Linked DNA regions of Sus scrofa: all the other regions are linked to region 2. The links are chromatin contacts, called in public HiChIP or PLAC-seq maps. All regions are on one chromosome and are shown on one strand. The core of a region is the stretch at or near the end of the contact, and the rest is flanking DNA. Distances in the headings are between cores, read along the strand shown.

Region 1 (4,715 bases), core at 1,484-3,983, 74 kb after region 2:
GGGCATCTGCCACATTTATGAGGTTTCTGAGAAGAAGCCACCACCTGGGGCAGCAGCAGTGCTGCCACCTGGACAAGCAGCCTGCAGCTGGGCGCCAGGGTGGGCTCTGCAGGGAGCTCTCCTCTTGCATTTCCGGGTCCCTGGCAGCAGTCAAGCTCCCCTGACCAGGAAAGCCTCGTTAAAGGAGCTGAGCTGGCTGCAGAGCCTGGGGAGGGCAAGGCTACAGGGAGTGGGGAGCGGGGTGGGGGCTGCTTTACTCGGCTCCCCTGGTGACTTTGCCTGAATTTTAAACATTTTTGCTTCGGGGATTTTTCCCTTTTCCCCTGCGCTCCTCCCTTGTCCTCCGCTTCTGAGAATTGTGAAGCACAAGCTTGCTCCGAAGCCCTTGGCCTAAGGGGCCTCCAGAAAGGAGAGATTGCAAGAAAAGCTTCCTGTGGGCAAAATGGTCAACCTCAGTGACCAGGAAGGGAGCTGTCAAGGCAGCAGTGCATGCCCGCTGTTAATGCCATCAGGCCAGATTGGAGCACTTGGGCTGCCCAGGTCAGCTGTTAGGAGCATCAGAGGTACCAGGGGGATTCAAATACAATTGAGACCCCCCCAACTCCCCAAAAAGCCTGGCCAGTCATGTACCATATCCAACTTAAAGGCAAGTCTGCTTGCCCTAAAGATGCAGCCCAGCTCTGCCCTCTTCTCCAAATACTCCACCCCCACCCTGGTCCAGCCACCTCTTGTCCTACCTGGGCAGCTGAGCCACCTCCTCAGGGATCTCCCCACTCACACTCTTGTCATCCCCCCAACCAGTGATCCTTCTAAAAATAAATCAGATTGGATTATGGCCCCATTTGTAACCTTTCTGAATACCTCCCTTTCTTTGGGGAATGAACTCCCAACCCCTTACCCTGCGCCAGGACCCTGTGTGGTGGGCCCTCACCCGCCCTTCCAGACTCCTCCTGTCACCCTCCTTCCCTGGCTCTCAGCTCGCCACTCTCCCGCTTGATCTTGGGACACTAGGTGCAGTGCAGCCTCGAGGCCCTTGCCATTGCTGTTCCCTCTGCCTGAAACTCCCTTCCCCCAGGTCTTCAAGCAGCTGACTCCTTCTAGGCACTCAGGTGACACTTCTCAGAGAGGCCTTTCTTTGATCACTTCTTCAGAGAGCTCCCCCCGCCCCCAGCCCTGCCACGCTGTCACATTCTAGTTGTCTTCAAGACATGTATCACAATATTATTATCTTATTGAGCTCTGTCTGTTGTTTACATCTCATCCCTGCTGGGATGTGAGTGTTAGGAGAGCAAAATCTTGCTCGTTCATTGTTTCTGTTGTCCCAGTGCCTAGAACAGTGGCCGACACCTAGCAGGTGCTCAGGAAATTGCAGTCCAGTGAATGGATGGATGCAGGGCAGGTGGGCACTCAGTGCAGGGAATGGGTTCAGAGGCCTGCATCTCCTTCTCCACACCAGAGAAAAGGTCTGCTAATAGCTCCTGTTCCTTCTCCTGAATGCTCATCTTTGCTTATAGGCTAGACTTAGTATTGGGAACACTTGTTAAGGATTAGCTGGGACAGAAAGTAACTTTCAACTTTAAAAATATTAGAGTACAGGATTTCCCGTTGTGGCTCAGTGGTTAATGAACCCGACTAGTATCCATGAGGACGCAGGTTCGATTCCTGGCCTCGCTCAGTGGGTTAAGGATCCGGCGTTGCTACGAGATATGGTATCGGTCGCAGATGCAGCTTAGATCCCGCGTTGCTATGGCTGTGGTGTAGGCTGGTGGCTACACCAGTTCCGATTAGACCCCTAACCTGGGAACCTCCATATGCCACCAGTGTAGCCCTAAAAGACCAAAAAAAAAAAAAAAAAAAAAAAAAAATAGAGTCACTTTCTTCTATTCTTAATCCTGTGCTTATCCTGAATCACAGGCTCCAACAGGAATATCTTCAAGGGGAAGATATTCTTATTTGTAAGAAATATGTGATTAAATTCCCAATTATCTTTATAAAAAAGATAAAATGATGCTCTAATAAGAGAGAATGAGAATGAGGTTTGAAGTACCTCTTTCTCTTCTTGTTTTTAGTTATATTTTCTTTGGGATAGCACAGGTTTAGTGACAGGAGACTACAAGTCATATTTTCCAAAGGAAAATCTTATTTTCCATTTTGAATGCTCTTGTATTGTTTGAAATTTTGTTACCATGTGCCTGTTACTTACACAAACTATTTTCGTATTTGCTCTAAAATATTTATAAGAATTGCTATAGAAGAAAATTTTTGCCTTGGGAAAAATATACATTTTTTAATAAAAGAAAAGTCTATGCATGGAAATAATATCTTTGGTTTATGAAGGAAAAGAAAGATTAGCTAGAATCCTGGCAGCAGAGTGAGGGCTTTCAAATTTTAAGGTGCCCAATTAGCATCTCGTTAAAATGCAGACCCTGATTCAGCAGATCTGCCTGGGGCTTGAGATTTTGTGTTTCCAGCAAGCTCTCAGGCCCTGATAGGGTTAGTCTCAGGGTCACATCTTGAGTAGTAAGGACAGGGAGTATTGGAAAAATACATTTGAAGCCCTCCTCCATTTCTTTCTTTGTCAAATGTGATCTTTCTCTCCTTTGTGACCAGGTAGGAATTTGGCCTGGTGCATCTGGAGAGGAAGGCTGTCCAGCACTTCCCAGAAGCGGTCAAGGGTGGTGTGGGCTGCCTCAGAGGGACAGTGTGTTCCTAGAAGTGTTTCTGTGAGCTTGAATGGTCACATGTCAGGGGTGTGATGCCTGTAGGGGGAGGGGGAGGAGCCTCCCTGTACCTTCTCAGACTTGTGAAACCAGGATCTCAAGGTGGGGCTTATTCACCTAAGGCAATTCTTACAGGTCGTCTGGCACGTCCTCAGTCCCCACCCTTCTCTGTCCTTCCAGGGGAACGCTTGGCATTCTGAATACTGTGTGTGTGTGATTTGGTGGATAGGGCAGGGGGAGGAGAGGGGATGGCTTGGTTTCAGGAATAGTTCAATCATGTAGGATGTGATGCCTGACTTGACTGGATCTAACGGCAGGGAGTGGGGTACTGCATTTTATATTAAGTCTTTCCTCTTTAAGTTTGGTTCAACAGACCTTGACTGAGAGCTCCTTTGTGTTAGGGCAGGTTGATTCTGTGTGACAAACTCTCAGTGACTTGATACAATAGAGGTTTATTGTTTTTCTGAGTCAAGACCAAAACAAGTTACTGGAAGGCTCTATTCCAGGTAGTCAGTCAAGGAACCTAGATTGTCCCATTTAGGGACTCCATCCCCCATGAATCTCTGTATCCACCCAGCATGAAAGGGAAGAGAGAGTATGAAAGATTGTAGGGAGATTATATGGGTTGCCTGCTCATATTCCATTGGTCAGAATTCAGTCACATGACTGTACCCCTCAGCAAGGGAAACTGGGAAATGTAGTCTTTTTGCATGCCCAGCTACATGCCAAGACACTGTGATGGATAGCAGGCACTTGATATCAAGGCATAGACATTGCTTACAAGAGGTTTACAAGGATGCAGGTGTAAAAACAAATAAGTACAATATAGTATTAAGTGCAGTTCCAGATGTGTGACCCAACAGAAGCAATCTGGAGAGGAGAGGAAATGAGGGCTAAACCTGTGCATAGCCCTCAGAAGTGGTGACAGAAAGAGATCATGTGGGGTGGGGCATTCTAGATAAAAGGAACAGAATGTGCAAAGGCACAGAGCTGTGGAACAGCATGTTCCATCCACAGAGGATGCACGCAGGTCATTCAGTATTTGGGGACATGCAATTGACAAGGTCAGTCAGGGCAGAGTTCATGAATGGGCTTGTGTCCTATGGGAGGCAGAGAGCCAACAAAAGCCTCAAAGCTGTGATGAAATGAACCATCAGAAGGGAGCAGATTGCAGTAGCATCAGGATGGTGTGGACTTAGCACTCGCCTCAACAGAACCTTCAAAGGTCTGTTTTGGTCTCTTGTGCTGTGGAATATCTCACAGGGAAGGATGTGAGAGAGTGGCAGGTGACCTACCCAGCAGCACCCCTGGCAGGAGTTCCCTGGGTCTGCTGGGATTTTCCCAGGTTCACCTAACAGCATAGGTTTCACTTCCAGAAGCTTCAGGGTCACTCCTAAACAAGGGAGAAGTGAGCTCTTGCCAGGGCCAGGCCACAGGGAAGAGCTGAACTCTGCCCTCTGACCCCAGCCTTCTTTAGCCCATTCTTTGCTTTTTTCTTTTGCACAAGACTTGGAGGGAAGGAATAAGGATGGGGCTTGGAATAGAGAAAAAATAGGGAAACGAGATGCAATGGAGAAAGGGGAGGAGGAAATGCAATGTTGGATTGTCCACTGGAAGCATCCCTTTCTTTCCAAGAGGAGGGTTAAGGCAGCGCCTGGGGACCAGCTCTGGAATTTCTCTGCCTCAGCATCCTGGACCTAGGACTACCAAGCATCTGTCTTGGTCTTGTCTCTGCCAGGAACATGCTGTCTTTGTCCCAAACTTTGGCTTGACTTTGATCACACAGCAGCTGGGGCACTTTGGGGACCACAGTTCTGGGCCATTTGCAGGGATAATCAGGATGAGTGGAATGGAGAAACACTCAGACTGGGGTGTGGTTAAGCCGGACAGAGAAGGTAGGGGTCCGTCCACCTTCCTCCCCTCTTCACCGACGTCAGGGCCTCTCACCCTTTGTTGATGGTGCTTAGAGGTTTGTATGGGAGACAGAAGTGGCAG
Region 2 (4,399 bases), core at 1,213-3,712:
GTTGGCTTGGAGGAGTTCAGAGGAGGCAGAGTATTCCAAGGTACGCCAAATTCTGCCCATCCTCCAGTCCCCAGCCCAGGGACTGCCTCCTCCATGAAGTTCTCCTGAATTACTCCAGGCTTCCGATTCTGGCATCCCAATGCACATTTTATTTGATACACTAGTTTTATTGTTTTTTTTTTTTTTTTTTTTGATGCAGTCTTAATGATAACCCCATTTCTCAACTGGACTCTCTCCTCTTTGAGGGAAGGGACAAAAATTTGTTAATTGCATTCAGTTTTTGGGTCCACAAACATCAACTGAATTCTCCCACTCTTCTGTTCCTTTTTCTTTTTTCTTTTTCTATTTTTGTGGCTACATCCACAGCATATGGAAGTTCCCAGGCCAGGGATCAAATCCAAGTCACAGCTGCAACCTATGCCACAGCTGCAGCAATGCAGGATCCTTAACCTACTGTACTACAGCAGGAACTCTTTCATCTGTTTCTTAATGTCAATAAGTACTCAATAAATCCTAAAATTCTAGAATTCTAGAGAAGAAATTTTATTTTATTTATTTATTTGTTTGTTTACTTAGTCTTTTCAGGGCCATACCCACAGCATATAGAAGTTCCCAGGCTAGGGGCTAAATTGGAGCTACAGCTGCTGGCCTATGCCACAGCCACAGCAATGCCAGATCTGAGCCACGTACAACACAGCTCACGGCAACGCTGGATCCTTAACCCACTGAGGGAGGCCAGGGATCGAACCTACGTCCTCGTGGATACTAGTCAGAGTCCCTTCCACTGAGCCACGACGGGAACTCCTAGAGAAGGCATTTTTTAAAATATTATTTATTTATTTATTTATTTTGTCTTTGTGCCTTTTCTAGGGCCACTCCTGTGGCATATGGGGATTCCCAGGTTATGGGTCTAATGGGAGCTGTAGCCATCAGCCTACGCCAGAGCCACAGCAACACGGGATCCAAGCCGCATCTTTGACCTACACCACAGCTCCCTGCAATGCCGGATCCTTAACCCACTGAACAAGACCAGGGATCAAACCCGCAACCTCATGGTTCCTATTCAGATTTGTTAACTACTGAGCCATGACAGGAACTCCTAAAATATTTATTTTTTAAATGTCAAAAGCTGTACATGCTAATTATGAAAAAATTATTTAACTCAAAACTATCTCCACAGGTGTAACTACTAAAACTACGAAGAGTTTGGAGTGTACATAGGGAAGAATCTTAAAAGACCATCCAGTTCAGCACCCACATTTCAGAAGTGAGAACCTTAAAGTGACTCTAATGCCTGTGGTATGAAGTGATTTGCTCCAGGTCACATATTTGGATAGCAGCATCATTTGGTGTTCCAGCATCCTTCCCCAAGAAAGTTGGAGGGATAGTGGGGGTACTCTGTACCAAGCAAATGTGTGAATGAAGTCCTAGATTGCTACATGGGTTCCGACAGTGCAGAGAACAAAGTATTGGTACGATTATGTTGTCAAACTCTTGGCGTCCATTTCAGATGCTTCACATTGGTCCACGGCCACAAAGCTTATTGTGACTGTGAAACAATAGGATTAGTTGTGAAAATACTACTTCTTTAAATATTTGAAACTAGAATGCAAAAAAAAATGTTGAAATAGATGGGGGGGTGATGTAAAATTGCATTAAATAGCAATTGTGTCCCAAGTCCAGGGACAGACAAATGATTTGGAAAGTCTGTTTTTCAGACCAGAGGGAATGGTGGTGAGAAAGCCAGAGTCTGGGGTCAGCTCATCACTGGCCCCCAACCCGGTGGATTTTCCCACCACTGTGTGCTCCCTTCCCTCCTCACAGGCCTGAGGAGGGTGGGTCCCCAGGAAGCTCTGGGTTTAAGGCAGTGGTGTTATGCAGCTTTGTAACCTCACTGGTAAATGATATCACAGATTGGTTACCAGGCCCAGATCGATGGACAACTCGGGCAGCAGATCGATCACATTTCCGGGGAGAATTTACCCTTTGTGACCCGCAGGGGGGCAGGTGGTTCCTCAAAACAGGCTCTGGCTTGAAGGATTTAATGCCGGTTCCTTCCCCATTCCTTGTTCAGCTCGGAGGGCCTGGACAGTAACAGCCGAGTAATAACCTACTTTTTCATTAAAAAGATGTGGGAGATAGGAGTGGGAGGGGGCCGTAAAGGTGAGGACAGAATGGCAAAAATCCGCTCCCAGAAGGAAAGCCAGGGTAGAGGCGCGCTGGGTTCACTTCCCCCCGCCCCTCCTCCCTCCGAAGCCACCCTGAGTTTCGGTGCCGGGGGAACTAGCACAGCGTCGCGCCAGGCCGCTGGCCGCGCTCTCGGCGCAGTGGGGGCGCGCGAGCCTGCCCTGGCCTCTCCGGCCAGGCAGCAGCCCCCTCCCCGTCGCCCCGAGCCCCTCCCCCGGGCCCGGAGCCCCTCCCCGCGCGCTTCCCCTCTCTCCCCTCCCTTCCCTTCCCTGCCTGCCCGGCCCTGCCTCCGCCTCCTGCGCCCACAGCCTCCGCGAGCGCCGAGCCCCCCGGAGCCGCAGCGCGGCCAAGGGGCGCCGCTGGCCCCTCCCCAGCGCGCTGTCAGCAGGCTCTGGGGCCCCCGCCCCGTCCCCTTGCCCACGGGACACACCCCCGCCCCTCCTCTGCTTCGCCAGTTCCCGCCGGACCCACCGGGCGGCGGAGAGAGCGGGCGGGCGAGCAGAAGAGCCGCGGCGGCGGCGGCGCGGGAGGGAAGGGGCTCGCGGCAGGCCCACCGGGAGCCACCCGGGCACACGGAGCCCGCGTGCCCTCCATACCGTCTCCGCCCAGCAGCCGTACCTGTGGGCGCCAGAAGCCCGGGCAGCGGCGCGCCGGACCGGGGTGGCGGGTGGCCCCACAGACCCGGAAAGCGGGGGAAGGAGCCGGAGCCCGACCGGGATGAGAAGGTGACGCCGCCGGGGGGCGCCACTCGCTTTGTAGGGGAAGATGCTCGCCTACTGCGTGCAAGATGCCACCGTGGTGGACGTGGAGAAGCGGAGGAACCCTTCCAAGCATTATGTGAGTACGGCCCCTACCGACCCCTGCGGAGGGGCTGGCCAGGAACCCCCAGAGGGCCCCCGGTAGCCCTGTGCCCCTAACCGCTGTTGAGTCTAGAGCCAAGTGCCCATAGGGCAGCCGTCAGTGATGGAGTTTCTTCGCTGGGCTCTGATTTCCAGGGAAGCCTTTTCTGACCTTCCTCCACTCCCCCCAGGCCCGTTTTCTTTTTTTGGCATTGGAATTGGCAAGTGGCTGCCCTTGTCTGTTACAACGGTGAAGTCATCTGTCCGCCTGAGCTTTGATGGATGGGGGTGGGGGGGAGCGTTCGTCAAACCCTCGCTGGGCAGCTCCGTTGGGAAGGAACATCCTCCCGGTCATCCCAAGGGGTTCGGGTCGCTCACGCTCACAGACCGAGATGCTTTCAGAGGCTTGCCCTGGGAAAGGAAGCCTCGCGCAAGCCCCCCACTTTTGCTCTGGTCTCTGCCTCCCTAGGCCTGGGTCTGGGGTCAGAGGGAAGCCGCCGCGCCCCATGCCCCACCTCCACTCTCAGCCCCGAGCTTTGGTTTCCTTAAAGTCATTGTGTCGGTCGGTGTGAGGAGAAATGTGGCTTTTCCTTTTATCCCTCCTCTGGACGTGACCCTTAACCGGGTTCATTTCCTCTTAAGTGATGCTCCATTTCCAGACAGGAGGCGGCAAATGTTTGCTGTGGTCTCCGAGGAACAGCCGGCCGCCCCTCCCCCTTCCTTCTTCAAACTTAATGAGAAGGGGCTAGAGTTGATTGAGCCGAGCTCCGGGCCTGTGGGACGGGTCTCCCTTTCCTTTCAGCCCGTCCTCTCTTCCCATCTTTCCCACCTTAGGAAGTAAACATTGTCCTTGACGCCTGAGGACTCCAGTCTGAGCAGCTTTGCCGCTGTACTTGAGATAGGAGAGACGGACAGCAGGGCACCCAAAGCCTAAGGACTGCATCTTATTTGCAAATTAGGCACTTAAAGGAACATTTAAAATGAATGCTCAGGAGTTCCGGTCTTGGCGCAGTAGTTAACGAATCCGACTAGGAACCATGAGATTTGCGGGTTCGGTCCCTGCCCTTGCTCAGTGGGTTAACGATCCGGCGTTGCCGTGAGCTGTGGTGTAGGTTGCAGACGCGGCTGGATCCCGCGTTGCTGTGGCTCTGGCGTAGGCCGAGGGCTACAGCTCCGATTCAACCCCTAGCCTGAGAACTTTCGTATGCCGCGGGAGTGGCCCAAAGAAATAGCAAAAAGACAAAAAAATAAAAATAAAGTGAATGCTCAAAGCATTAATTTATAACAATTAAAACAGGCTGTTGGTTGCAGCCCTAGACAGTACCTTGATCCCTGAAATGCCTTTTATTTCCTTTTTGGAAGGGGACTGGGAT
Region 3 (4,323 bases), core at 1,067-3,566, 110 kb after region 2:
CTCGGCTAGACTGTCTCTGCCTCTCCTTTCTTGCCTCCATGTCTCCTCCCTGCTGCCTGAGGAGTCAGTGTCCTGGTGGTCCCTCTGGCTGCCATTGCTGCCTCATGCTTCAGGAGGGCACCGTGTGGGCGGTGAGGTGACCAGAACCTCATGGGATTCTGGGGACCTCTAAAGGACCTCTCCTATCGTTGAGTGGTTGAGGTCACTGCAGTCGGAGTCATTGATTTTTGTATGTGTGTGGCACTTAAACCATTTAGTGCATACTATTTTAATATGATTAAAAATAGGATAGCCCCAGGGCTTTTCAGAGTACTGACTTCATTTAATTATGATGCTAACAAGATTGGTTATTCGATTTCTTAAGTCACAGCATTTTTGTAAACAGTATTTTGAAATAATTATATTCATAAGATGTTGGAAAATTCCTAGGCATTCTGTACTCCTCCCCTCCAATTTTACTACCTAACTATAGGGTGGCTGGCATTATTCACAATTAAAGGAGAGGTCGGATCAGTTTCCATCATCCTGTAACCACTGAGCTGTATGTATACCCCTTGTCCAGCTTCCCCCAGTGCTAATATCTTGTGTAACTACAATACATTATCAAACTCACAAAATATATATTGGTGCAGTTCCCTTAACTACAACTACAGATCCAAGTAATTGATTTTTATGGTAAGGAGGGGGAGAGGGCTTGTAAGCAAGCATGCCAGCTGGACTTAGGAAGGAGGCAGTGGTTTGACAATAGTACCTGAGAAGTTCCACGCCCAGCCCTGACCTCTTGGCATTCTCACCTCCAACAGAATAGTAGGGGTGAACCTTGTTTTATTTATTTATTCTGTTTTTAATTCAATGAATTTTATTATATTTATAGTTGTACAAGCATCATCACAACCTGAACCTTGTTTTACATTAAGGCTTATTCCTGAAAACTGTATAAATTTTGCTACTGGGGACAAATCACATCAACTTGAGGTGTCCTAAATGCTATTCCTTTTAGAAGAGGCACCCAATAAATCCTTTTACAAAGCAGAGCATTTTAAAAAAATAATTCTTTCTTTGGTTTATGTATAGTTTTATTTTTTTATTTTTACATATCTTTCGTATTTACCTCATATTCATGTCATCACACACATACATATAATCTTGCACAGATATGTAGCCTTGTGATGAATATTTTACATAATTATCTTTTGTGCTCACTCACCAGTTTCCATACATCTAATATCCATTGTTCTTTTTCTGTGATTATTGGTCACCTCCATATATTTTATAATTTGGAACTTCTGAGTTTGCTGGAAATAGGGCAGACCTGGGTTTGGAGACTGGGCAGCAGTATTGACCCCACTAGGAGCACAACTACTCCACACACTGTGAAAGATCTGAGATTTTACCCTGTTGGCAAGCCAATTAAGTTAGCTTACCCCACGTTCATGGATGCCAGCAGAAAACATGAGATTCCTGGGTCAGAGACAAAAGACTTCACGATGGCGGAGCAAGCAGGATGAATATCGGAACATTTGTGTGAGCTTCCGTTGCCTCTAAATCCCTCATGGCATGACGTGGTGGGCCCAGAGCAATGCCTGAACATGCAGTGGGTTACATTATAGGAGAGGAATCAAGTCTCAGGGAGCCCACATCTTTTATAATGGGCAGTAAACAAACTTACCCCTTTTGCCCTGGAGAGAAACCATCCCAGTCTCCCAAGGCTCTGTGCAAACCTGCTGTTTGCTCCAGAGCAAGACACTGCCTCTGTCTTCTAAAGCTGTTTGCTATGCAAACACCTTTGGAAAGATAATCCAGGACAAAAGGCAGTTAGGGCATTATGGACAAGACATGCCGAAATGCAAGAGAGCCAGAGAGAATTGTCTCACAAGTGTATCTTACGCTTTCTTGGCTCTCTTGCTTTAGGGAAAGTTGGGCAGAAGTGAAGTTCTTTAGGATACTGGCCCAAGCATGATGGGGTCAGCAGCCTCATAGGGCAGCCTACTGTTTACATGAAACTTTCTGCCTTGTTTTAAAAGACTATTGTAGAAAATCCATCTCCTGTTGCCCATCCTGGGATTGGAATAGATTTCCTGTATATCTTGAGTTTGCCAGCCCGAGGAGGCTCCCTAGGAGGAAATGGTCATTGCAAAGTGAAGTAGAGTGTGTAGTTGCTGATATAAAAAGCAAACCACTGTGACCAGGGACTGAGGGACCTCAGAAGCCAGGCAGTGGAGCAGAAAGCAGTGAACTCACTCAGCAAAGGCTGTACGAAGTCTCCTCCCACTTGCAAGCCATCTGTGTCTCTGTGCTGGCTGGTACTGGACCTCCGAGCTTCCAGAAGGCCCTTTTATCTTAATAGCAGAGTCAGCCCTACCCACAGGTATACGTGCTCCTGGATTGGTGAGGCATGGAGAAGCTGCTAGCTTAGAAAGAACGTGAACCTATCACCATAATCAAAGGAGGTGCTGCCAGCCTGTGGACAGCCTCATGACCTTACAAGCTTAGAGGAATGTATTTTTAGACAGCACACATGCTTGGTTCTTTGGTACCGACTCACCAGTTTACATACCACCCCCTAAGTGAAGAGGCAGCCTAGAGCCCCAGTGTGGAAGGGTGCTGGGTGAATTATAAGCACAGTGTCTGGGTCCTTCCTCTCCCTGCCCCCGCCCCCCCCAGAGCCCTATGCAGCAGATCCGGTGTTTGTTCCAGCACAGAAGGAAGCAGGGGGAAGGGATGTCTTTAACTAGAGCTGGGCTATGGCCTGATGGGGAGCTGGCTCTCACCATGGGCTGTAGGTGTTTCTGTGTGTCTCTACCAGGCGCTGGCCTGAGAAAGCCCTCCCCAAAGAGCCAGGAAGGCTGTAAGGGAGGCAGCAGCTCAGAGATGCTGGCAGGTACTGCAGCCCTTAGGGGAGAGGACCTGAGAGGCTTCTGAGCCCCACAGATGACCTGGAATGGCAAGAAAAGGCAAACTTTGTACGTGATGAAGAAGGAAAAATAGTGTCTACCGGTAATGCCAGGGTTTTCAAAAGATAAACAAGATTATAGGCCTGAGAGGCACTGTGTGCTGTTTTAAAAGCAACTTTCCTCTAACCTTCTCTGGAAGTACTGGGTCTTCTCTTGCTGTAAATTACTGCCCCTCACCCCCAAAATCATCTTCTCACTCTGTAATCTGGGGCGGGTGGTTCCCAAGGTCTGCTGTTGGTAGCAGATTCTGAACGCTACGTGGAAGAGCTGCATGTGTTTGTTCCTGCCGCAGGTATTAACTGAGCACCTACTGTGTGTGCGCCAGGCCAAGCTGTATGCTGGGGATGTGAACGGGGTAGACTGGGCCACGGTTCCTAGGACGTTCACCTTCCAGTGGGGGGTCAGGAAGCAAACGAATGAACAATTTCCAGTAGTACTAAGGGCCAGAAAGAAAAATGGCTAGGCCGTGTACCTGGGGCATCTGAGATTAGGTGGCCCAAGAAGGCTGCTTTGCAGAGGCCAGGCGGGGGCAGATCAGGGCTTGGGATGCAGCAAGTGGACAGCAGGGGCCATGACCTAAGCATGGCTGAGCGTGGATGTTTAACAGCAACAAGGAGTGTGTGAAGCAGGTGGGGTATGTGGGGGCTGAGTTGCCCCAGCAGGCCGGGCAGACAGAAGTTGGGGAACCAGGGAACTCTGGAGCATGTCTCTTGTCACAAAGCTGTCCAGAAACAAGAGGGCGCCACACCTGTGTGGAAGCTGTGCCACGAGGCCCAGCCACAGGCCTCCAGGGTCTGTTTCATCATCTGCCAAATGGGTTCATCGTGGTTTATGAGGGCAGTCCAAGTGTGTAATGCCTAGGACACACTGTAAGCTGCAAAGGGCGAGGCGTCTGTGCTGCCACCCTGCCTGTCCTCAGGTGGCTCTGCTGCAGGACATGTGAGTCTCCTTTGCTCTGCTCTCTGCCTGCACCCCCCTTCTCTGTGCTGAGTCAGCTTACACCCCAGCCCTGAGTATACTTCCTGCTGATCCCTCCTCTCCCGTGGTAACTTGCGAAGCTGCAAGGAGCTCCCTTCTGAAGAGCTGATATCCAGATGGTTGATCTGGGCTGGAAAGTGGGGAGAGCTGAATGTTCCTGGACCAGCTGATGTGATAACAGAGCAGGGTCACGAGCTTCACACTCTCAGCTCTAGAACTGCCTGGTCTCACTGGGAATAATGAGTTTTGTGGGAGGCGGCCACGCCAAGGGCCCTTTTTATTTTGAAAGCCAGTGTGGGAGTTCCCTGGTGGCTCAGTGGATTAAAGATCCATCGTTGTCACTGCTGTGGCATGTGTTTGGTCCTGACCTGGAAACTTCCGCATGCTGCAA

What was found. HiChIP or PLAC-seq counts read pairs in DNA pulled down with a chosen protein or histone mark.
Region 1: a contact with region 2 is called in an H3K27ac HiChIP or PLAC-seq map of skeletal muscle. The contact joins the enhancer-like site here to the promoter of SH3PXD2A in region 2. A contact is called at or near these places in 1 of 5 promoter capture datasets (liver), 8 of 47 Hi-C or Micro-C datasets (liver, psoas muscle, retroperitoneal adipose tissue and 2 more) and 1 of 2 datasets of contacts at active chromatin or transcription factors (skeletal muscle).
Region 3: an H3K27ac HiChIP or PLAC-seq map of skeletal muscle shows a contact between it and region 2. The contact joins the enhancer-like site here to the promoter of SH3PXD2A in region 2. A contact is called at or near these places in 4 of 5 promoter capture datasets (fetal liver, liver and skeletal muscle), 6 of 47 Hi-C or Micro-C datasets (embryonic fibroblasts, liver, psoas muscle and 1 more) and 1 of 2 datasets of contacts at active chromatin or transcription factors (skeletal muscle).

The regions. Positions count from the first base shown.
Region 1 is chr14:114,700,934-114,705,648 of Sscrofa11.1, reverse strand. All of the region lies in intron 2 of SH3PXD2A (SH3 and PX domain-containing protein 2A), which reads left to right. Among named protein-coding and RNA genes, the nearest start is that of SH3PXD2A, 74 kb to the left of the region's middle. Within about 2 kb of position 2,733, at least 9 of the 83 cell types and tissues checked have an H3K27ac peak or open chromatin away from gene starts, as enhancers often do. A contact at or near this core is called in skeletal muscle, where this site is marked.
Region 2 is chr14:114,775,314-114,779,712 of Sscrofa11.1, reverse strand. It overlaps SH3PXD2A (SH3 and PX domain-containing protein 2A), which reads left to right and starts at 2,462. Exons shown (of 15, transcript XM_021072762.1): 1 at 2,462-3,024. The coding sequence starts at 2,953.
Region 3 is chr14:114,667,049-114,671,371 of Sscrofa11.1, reverse strand. All of the region lies in intron 3 of SH3PXD2A (SH3 and PX domain-containing protein 2A), which reads left to right. Among named protein-coding and RNA genes, the nearest start is that of SH3PXD2A, 110 kb to the left of the region's middle. Within about 2 kb of position 2,316, at least 22 of the 83 cell types and tissues checked have an H3K27ac peak or open chromatin away from gene starts, as enhancers often do. A contact at or near this core is called in liver and skeletal muscle, where this site is marked.